Linked DNA regions of Mus musculus: region 1 is linked to region 2. Evidence: chromatin contacts called from public HiChIP or PLAC-seq data. All regions are on one chromosome and are shown on one strand. Each heading gives the region's core, a stretch centred on a gene start, on an enhancer-like site or on the middle of the called end of the contact. The rest is flanking DNA. Distances are from core to core; before and after follow the strand shown.

Region 1 (4,658 bases), core at 520-3,019, 760 kb after region 2:
GCTGTGAACACTGAATTTGGGGAGGCTCAACTGGAGCTAAGTGACTGACTGTCTCTAGGGACAATGGGCTGTTGGAGGTTTGCGATGGGAGAACAGAGGCTGCCAAGCTAATCCAGACAAGGAAAAGGTGTGTAGTTGGAATGACTTGCTTTTTCAGGTTCATCCTGAGAGTTTTAGAGTCTGATAGGTGGTGACCTCAAAGAATCACTGATGAGAGGGGGTGGAGCTAGAGAGGGTTCAGTGGTTAAGTGCTTGTTGCTCTTCCAGAGGACCCAAAGTGAGTTTCCAGTATTCATGGCAATGCCTGCAATTTCAGCTTCAACAGGAGGAATCACTTTCTCCTGGATTCTGTACACACACGCGCGCGCACACACACACACACACACACACACACACACACACACACACACACACACACACTTTAAAAGAAAGAATGAGAGGAATAAGATAGGAGACAAAGAAGCCAACCAAGAGTATATGTGCAGAATTCTCCTGGGGAACTCTGGGAACCAGTGTGGACACCTCTCCCACCCCCAACTGTCACCACTATGAGCCAGTTCTCACCTGCTTCTGCAGGAGCCATTGGTTGATGACGTCAGGTGTCATAGATGTAGGTACAGTGGACTCTGGTGGCCACAGAAGTACTTTAGGTGGAAAGATGCTGGTTATGGGGAGTGATATGCCAGGGAAGCTGTATTGAATGAGCATTCGGAAAACCTTGATAGATAGTTTTGGCATATGGTTTACAGCATGAGAACAAGAGCACACACTGACAAGCAATTCTCCTTTTCTACCATCCTTCTCTGTCTTCTACTGTTGTTGTTTCTTACATATTCTGTCAAAGATGGTATAATAGAGTGTGCAATCATGTGTGTGTGTGTTTTATAGAGATAGGTATTAAAGGTATGCTATTTGTGTGTGTGTGTGTTTGTATATATATATATATATATATATATATATATATATATGATATGGTTAGCATATAAAGTGTATATTCAGTGTATGTATATCTACATGTATATATATCCATGTCTATGCATTTGTAGACATACCCATATGTATACATAATCATTTATTTTGCTCTTCTATGAGTGTATAATCGGAAGCTTTTTGTATTGTTGTATATAACTTTGTCTCAGCCTTAACTTGTTTCACAAAGTTCAACTTTATAGACACACCACAATTTAACACATTCTTTAGTAATTTTTTTTTCCTCTGAGACAAACTGTCATGTTGCCCAGGCTGGCCTCAGAGTCTTTTTGTAGCCAAGCATGAGCTTGGTTCCCTGATCCTCCTGTCTTTATTTTCCCATTGTTGAATTATAGATAAATACCACCACATCCCAGAAACATGTTCCTTCAAATATTATTTTCTGAGGTTTTCTTTTTTTTTAAGATTTATTTTTATTTTCTATGCATAAGTGCTGGCATATGCTTGGGTACCACGTGTGTGCCAGTTACCTCAAGAGGCCGGAAGAGGGCGTTGAATCCCTTGGAACAGAAGTTATAGATAGTTGTGTGCTGCCTTGTGGGTTCTGCTCCCAGCACCTGGGTAGCTTGTCAGTGTATGCCCTTGTTCTTTTGTTATAAACCATAGCCGATAATACCTATCAACATGTTCGAAAGGATGCTCATGCAATACAGCTTCCCTGGAAGGAGGGTGGAGTAGTAAGATAGTGAGATTTTGCTGAAGAAGCTTGCTCTGGAGCTGACGTGATCCTGGGTGTGGACACGCCAGGAAGTCGTTGGCAGGGTAGAGTAGAGGTGAAGGTCAAGGAGGAAGAGGAAGTCAGCTGAGCTGTGGGGTGGAGGATCGATCACCCCCACAACACAAAGGCATCTGTCTGTTTATCTCCTCCCCGTGTTCATTTAACTCTGACCTGGGTTAAGAAGTCCACTGTCTTCCCCTGGATGTATCAGGGAGCTGGAGAGAACACTTCCATGTCTCTCCCTCCTGGGAATAACAGACTCTTCACACTTGAGCTAGCTGATGAAGCTCATCTATCAACATGGTTGCCCCAGGGGACAGGAAATGGTGTCTCCATGTTTTAGAATTGCATCTGTGGCAGAAGCGCAGGCTGGGAGGTTTACTCAGCTCTTTAGCTCCGAATAAATTTCAATTAGTCTGATGGCTAAGTCCTCTGTTTCCTGACATGTCAACCCTACTCTGGTACTGCACCCCTTCCATGACAAAACCAGTAGATACAATAAACACGGGGGCTGATGCGGTGAGCTGATAGGATCTGTGTATCCCAGTAGGCATTTGGGATAAAATCAGACAGGAGCCTTTTCTCTCAAAGACTCCAAGAAGCGTTCCACAAAAGCCACAGCAGCTCGCCGACTTCTCCAGTCCCTCAGCTTCTTCTCTTCCTACCATCTGGTTTTCTGTACACCAGATAAATGTGTCTCTCATCCTCAATTTTCAAGGAACTCTTCCAGAATCTCTTCTCCTCTCCTGGAAACCAGGGGAGCTTATATCACTTTAGACAACTTAAAGTCATGTAGCTACCGCTGCCTTCAGGGGCTATGGGAGAAAACATTTTCCTCCTGGACACAATGTTACTCCAATAAATCAAGGCTATGTTGGTAAAGAAAAAGAAGAAAATGGATATATCTTAGGTAACTGAAAATCTTTAAAGAAAAAGTCCTAGATACTTTGGGTTTTTTTAAAACTATTTTTTTATTGTGGTACAATATGACATAAATGTTATTCTTTTAGCCATTTTATGTGCAGCGTTCATTGACATTAAATACGTTAACAGTGTGAGTAACGGTCACCACTACTGCTTGAAGAACCTCTGTTGCAAATGGTACCTCTGTGCCTATTATACAACAGTGTCCAGTTTCCTTTCTCTCAGATACTCTTCACTTCTATTCCTGCCTCTATGAATTTATCACCTTCTACCAGGACCAGGACACCCGCTACATTTCCCATGTCTACTTTATTTTACCACATCTAGAGTTTGCTAATTCTACTCTTGTTGAAGTACACATCAAAACTTCATTCCTTTTATCGCAGGAATTTGCATTCTGATACACGGACCAAAAAAAAAAAAAAAAAGCATCAAAAAAATGTCCTCGGTTGCTAGACACTTTGATTGTTTCCTGTTTGGGACTATTGTGCATAGGATGCTAGAAATATTAACATATAAGTAAACTTTCTGTTTTAATCTACTTGAGGAATGAGTGCATACTATGGACTGGAGTTACTGGGCCGGGTGGTAATTTTATTTTTAACTCCTGAGTAGCTGCCAAGTGCACTCTACATTTTATGTTTTATCTAGTGTTTACAGGCATGCTTTGATATAACACTGAGGCTCTGGAGTACGCTGCTGTGTTTGGAGCCATCCATGGTCCTCTCAGTTAGTGAAGCTGCTCCCATACTGTCTAGCAGATTCCCTTTGAAGATGCTGGGGTTATTATGATGAAACTGCTCCCATTGTCAACCTGTGAAACATAGATGGGAGGCTAAGCCAGCATCGTATCCCAGCCTTCTCTCAGTAGTGAAATCTGGGCTAATTCTCTTGGAACCTTCCTTGTGTGCTTGTGGGTAACCTGATCACGTGTGCACTGGATTCTTTTGGCCAGTCCGGACTTGTGAAGATCCACAGGAGATTTCAGGCAGGAGCTAAAGCCCAGGCTCACCTTCAAGCCAGCCTGTCACCATTTGGACAGGCAGAGAAGGTAAAGTTAGTTCTTTCTATGTCACACTGCTGGTTCGATAGGTGAAAGCATAGTTGCTAAGGGTGTAATACCTCAGGACAGGTGACTGGAACACAAATCCTAGGACTCGATGTGACTTTTGTCAAAATCATTTAGCTTCTCTGTGCCTTCATTTCCTCACATATAAATTGGGGGTTAATACCAACAATTTACTTCACAAGTGTGTTAGGGCCACACCAAGCTTGTCATGGTGCCCCTGCAATGACGTCCGGGCTCTGTAGACATTCTGTATGTGGAGCAGAGTTGGTAGTGTTGACAGTAGCATGATGCAAGCTCTTGACACTGCACCAGTTAATAATGTGTCATAGCTGTAACTCTGAAGACTAGAGCCAAAGGGCACGTGTGTGGTTCAGTGGCAGAGTGCTTACCTAGCATTTGTGAGTCCCTGGGTTTGAACTCTAGCAGAAAACAGGCACCAAACCTAAACCAAAACAGCAGACTCAAAATAAAGAAGGAGTCATGGATAGACATGGTCAGATGGGTTGAAAAATCCCTGGATTTTACCTTTGGCCTAGCATCACAAGGCTGGAACACACTGAACCCGTGTTGCCTTCTCCCTCACCTACAGATTGCACACTTCTATCTGGTTCTATCAAGCATCTTGTGCTGAGGTAAAGGTCAGGCTTGAAAAACTATTACCACCAGGGCAAACTTAACTGTATAGATAGATCATGGTTTGGTGCTTATGGCTAAATCTGAGCCAAAGCTGAGGGAGACAGTGGACAACATGGAGAAGCTCAAGGACAAGGACATACACAAAGAAGGGGAGGCAGGGTCTTTTGAGGAACACTTAAAGCAGGTACTGTCACTGGAGATGGAGTGGGATGAACTGCAGCTTTGTCTGAGGACTTGGGCACACTCTCATCAACGACAGAAGGGGCTTCTTAATATGGTAAACTACAAGGTCTCTTCTGCGACTATATGGCTGTTGAGAAA
Region 2 (4,331 bases), core at 710-3,209:
TCTACAAATAGATGGTAAATGGATCAGGAGTTGACTTGGGTGGCAAGCATTCAAGGGATGGAGTGTCAACTAAAGAAAAGGCAGTTTAGAGCCAGGAGGTGGCGAACACCTTAATCCCAGCACTCAGAAGGCAGTGCCAACTGGAGGGAACAATTCTAGGACAGCCAGGTCTACACAAAGAAACCCTGTCTTGAAAAACCAAAAATACAACAAAAAAAGGGGGTGGGGGTGGTGGTTTTTTCCAAAAAGGATTGTGTGAATGTTTATACAACTCTATTAGTATGATGCACCTGAATTCTATACATTATGTATATATATATATATATATATATATATACACACACACACACACACACACATATATATATATATATATATTTTTTTTTTTTTTTTTTTTTTTTGGTTTTTCGAGACAGGGTTTTTCTGTATAGCCCTGGCTGTCCTGGAACTCACTTTGTAGACCAGGCTGGCCTCCAACTCAGAAATCCACCTGCCTCTGCCTGCCGAGTCGTGGAATTAAAGGCGAGCGCCATTATACATGTATCACCAGCAACGTTGACATCTATATGACTTATTAATATATAGACACAGAAGTACACACATACAAATATATACACACAGTCCTTGTTTTATCAACTAGAGAGAAGCCAAGGTCCTCTGAAATGAGGAAATTCCCTTATAGTGGTTGTCTGCAGGCAAGTCTGCGGGAACATTTTCTGGACTAATAACTGATGTAGGAGGAACCAGCCCACTGAGTAGAGCCACCCTGTATTTTAAAAGCAAACTTAGCTAGCTAGCCATTGGGAGAGCAAATGCAGCTTGCCCCCACCCCCACCCCTCACCTCTGGTTTCTGCTTCAGTTCCTGCCAGGAGTTCCTCCTATCTTGGCCTCCTCTGAGATGACTGTAACCCTTTCCTCCCCAAATTGCTTTTTGTCAGTGTTTTATCACAACAAGAGAAACCTAAGTTGGACACACTCACACAAAATACACCTAATCAAATCGGACACTGAATTGGCTTCATTCTAATTAAAAAAACAGCTCTACAAACTCCATAGCCAGTTTCTAGTCTGTTTGGGGGGGGGGGGGGGATGAAGTTGTGCTTTCAGAAACCACGAGACACCGTTAACGGACAAGCCTGTTCAACTCTCAAATTACTGACATGATGTGTGCAGCATGCAGAAAGCAAACGTGAAGCCCTGGTCCTCCACACACGTCAAATTATGAAAAGCTCATGAAAGTGGGTAGAAAACGGAGATTTAAGAAGACGTGAACACCGCTTCCAAATGAGACAGGGCAGAAGTGCGGGGCACGTGAAGGGGAAGGCGAATGAAGTCTTTTTTATTTTTTTCTATCAGTCAGCTTATCTTATTTGCAATAAATTCTTTTAATTGTAGCCATTATAATTATTAAAGTTCTTTCAACTTTGATTTACTAAAACCTTGTCCGTTTCTTCTTTAATGTATATCCCCAGTCAAAACAGCAAGGATCAAATCGAAGGAGTCTTCAAACGAGATCGGCTCCTGGAAGACAGGGACAGAAGCTGGAACCCTTACTTACTTCTTGTTCTCGCTGTAGAAACGTGCCTGGAGTTGTGCCATGGCTGAATATACACACGAGACTTCTCCACGAAAATGTGTGCGTTGATAATCAAGCAGCTCTAAGGTAGACTGCGCCGCAAGCGCAGCAGGAGCTAGGCTTCAGTTAGCTCCCTCAGGTTCCTACAGAACATACCACGAGGTTCGATTTCCACCAGCGCCCAGCCCGCACACATCAAGTACCTATTCCGAGATTTAGGAAACATCGATTAGTCAAGCGTAGTCCTAAAAGCATCCAGTCCCCTTAAGACTTTTGTTTCTTATCTATCTAGATTCGTAATCTATTAGGAAAATAAAGAAAATAACTAGCTTGAGCCAAATTTTAAGCGTGTCTTTAGACCCAGACCCTTTAGACTCAGCGCTCAGATACTACAAACCCCAGAAGGGAGCGCGTTTCAGACCCTCTGAACACTGGGAGTTGTAGGCTTTATTTATTTTGCCACACCGCATTTAGGGTCTCATATCTGCTTTTAATACTCCTTTCTCCGGGCAGATATTACACTTCCTGCTTCTTTATTCTGAGTGACAAAGGTCCCATCTGTTCGTCTTGTGTGCACTGTTCCAACAGCCAAATTCGGCCGAGACCATGTGTTCTTACCTCTGGCTTCAGAGCGGAAACTCGGGAAAGGAGAACGAGTCGGAAGGGAACTGGGCGACGGTGGCTGAGAAGGGTCTAATCTGATGGACCTGCGCTGCGCCTCCAGGAGGGGTGCGCCTGCGCATTGTGCTGGTCTCCACGGCGCGGCCTCGGAGCCAAGACGAGGTTGAGTAGTCTCGTTTTGAATTTTCTCCCTTCTGCTTACGGCGGACTCCCCTCTCGCGTTGTGGGGCTCGCTGCGGCGGCAGGGTTGGGGGAGCCGGAGGCCTGGCAGAGCTGTCTGTGCCCAGCGACCGGACGCTCCCTCCCAACCTCCCTTCGTCCCCCTGCCGCCTCCTCCCGTCACCTCCTGACCCTCCCGGGCTGGGAGCAACCGCCGGCCCCCGCCCCCGGCCGTCGCCGGACGCCGCTGTGCGCTGTCCCTGCGCCCTCGTCCGCCTCCACGGCGGCTCCTTCGCCGTGGGCCCGGGAGGGGCCCCGCGGCCGGGAGAAGGCAGGCTGCCGCAGGGGGAGGCGAGGTGTCTGTCCCGCAGAGGGTGCGGAGCCCGAGAACGCACCACCGCCACGGAGCATCCGAGTCCTGGGCCGGAGCGCCCGCCCGAGAGGGGCCTCTCCCCTCCTTTCCGAGTCTGACGTTTAGAAAAGTGTCCTCTGCACCTTCTCCCCTGCTTTCGGGCTTCTTTTATTATTATTATTATTATTAATTATTAATTATTTTTTTAATCTTGATGTCACTCAAAGGCTTGTCTCGGTCTCAATGGTCTCGATTATTACTCTAGTTATTTTCCTGAGTGGAGAATAGATGGGGGCTATTACTCTTAAGATCCCAAAGTCACTTTTTTAAGGCATTCGTCTGAAAACCTCCGGGGGTAGGGTGGGGTACAGGGACACACTACTCTGAGACAGCAATTTAGAGTCAGGCAGAACTGGATTGCAAAATGTGTTGGCTTAGCGGTATGAGTGAACCAGTGAATATGGTGAGAGGTTTTCTATATGTCGCCTAATTAAATTTAAATCCGTAGAAAACTAGAAGTTATCTAGTCAGTTGGAGGCGAAAACAATCATTTGTTAAGTGGACAACGACCCAAAAAGCATGACTGTTCTCAGTTTATTCATTTTACAGAATTGCATGCCCCATTACAGGAATGCCTGAATTTGATTCTACCTGTTACTTAACCTCTGTGCCACACTAAGATTAGCTGTGACAATTTAATGTCGCATAAGAAGCACTCAGAAAATGTTAACTATTTTTCTCATAAGAGCTACCAATAGAAGTTTTTACCACTGATGTAGGTGGAGGCATAAAATGAGAAAAACCTCTGCCCAAAATACAGGGAAAAAAAATTTCCTTGTTCAGATTGGGTTTGCTGATAACAGTGTTACCAGACGAATTAACTATTGAATTTTTACTGATAACATATAACTAATTAAAACATCATTTTAAACTTCCTTTAGTTTGGACTTAACAGATTAACAATACATTTGGAAGACAGTACATTTTTAAAATCTTAATTCGAGTGGAAAACTATGATTAGGAAGATATAGAACAGGAATTACTCAGAGTTCAGTTTGCAAAGCACACATCTTGAATTCACTAAAATATATTTTTATTTAGCTAAGGTATTTAGTTAAGGGAAGATAAGTGACTAAGAATACCTGGGACGAGCTTTTTTCAATAGTCACTTACATGTCTTAGCTGGTATGGCTTGCAGGCGTTACCTAGATAGCTAATGCTAGAGTGTTGGTTCTCTTAATTTTAGCTTATATCAACTGCAGACTTCTGGGATTCATTTATTGGGGTCCTCATGAAGACTCAGTGTTATCTGGAACAAGATTTCTTTTTCTTAACAGTCTCTTGGTGTTTGTTTATTTGTTTTTTGATATTAGGGATTTTTTTATTTGTTTGGTTTGGGTTTTTGAGGTTTTATGTTTTTGTTTGAGACTGGGTCCCTATGTAGTCCAGTATGGATTTCAATTGACTATGTTTCTCCAGATTAGCTTTGAATTCTAGGCTCACCTATTTCTACCTCCTGAATACTGGGATTATACCTGCCTGCAGCCAACCACACTTGCTTGTTGCTTGTTTTGAACCTTGAGTCTAACATTCTGGAATTAATCTCAGGGCTTTGTGTGTCC

The links. HiChIP or PLAC-seq counts read pairs in DNA pulled down with a chosen protein or histone mark.
Region 1: a contact with region 2 is called in an H3K27ac HiChIP or PLAC-seq map of embryonic stem cells, with 2.8 times the contacts expected there. The contact joins the enhancer-like site here to the promoter of Wdr12 in region 2. A contact is called at or near these places in 18 of 39 promoter capture datasets (the 3T3-L1 cell line, 3T3-L1-derived adipocytes, the C10 cell line and 13 more), 1 of 15 datasets of contacts at CTCF or cohesin (pro-B cells), 13 of 484 Hi-C or Micro-C datasets (CD8 T cells, the HL-1 cell line, LSK cells and 7 more), 14 of 115 datasets of contacts at active chromatin or transcription factors (the 230-238 cell line, astrocytes, embryonic basal ganglia and 9 more) and 2 of 9 other capture datasets (liver and macrophages).

The regions. Positions count from the first base shown.
Region 1 is chr1:60,856,037-60,860,694 of GRCm38.p6, forward strand. No RefSeq gene overlaps it. Among named protein-coding and RNA genes, the nearest start is that of Gm38137, 5.5 kb to the right of the region's middle. Within about 2 kb of position 1,770, at least 18 of the 459 cell types and tissues checked have an H3K27ac peak or open chromatin away from gene starts, as enhancers often do. A contact at or near this core is called in the N1E-115 cell line, embryonic stem cells and macrophages, where this site is marked.
Region 2 is chr1:60,095,948-60,100,278 of GRCm38.p6, forward strand. It overlaps Wdr12 (WD repeat domain 12), which reads right to left and starts at 1,960. Exons shown (of 13, transcript NM_021312.5): 1 at 1,560-1,960. The coding sequence starts at 1,600. It overlaps Carf (calcium response factor), which reads left to right and starts at 2,300. Exons shown (of 16, transcript NM_139150.5): 1 at 2,300-2,360.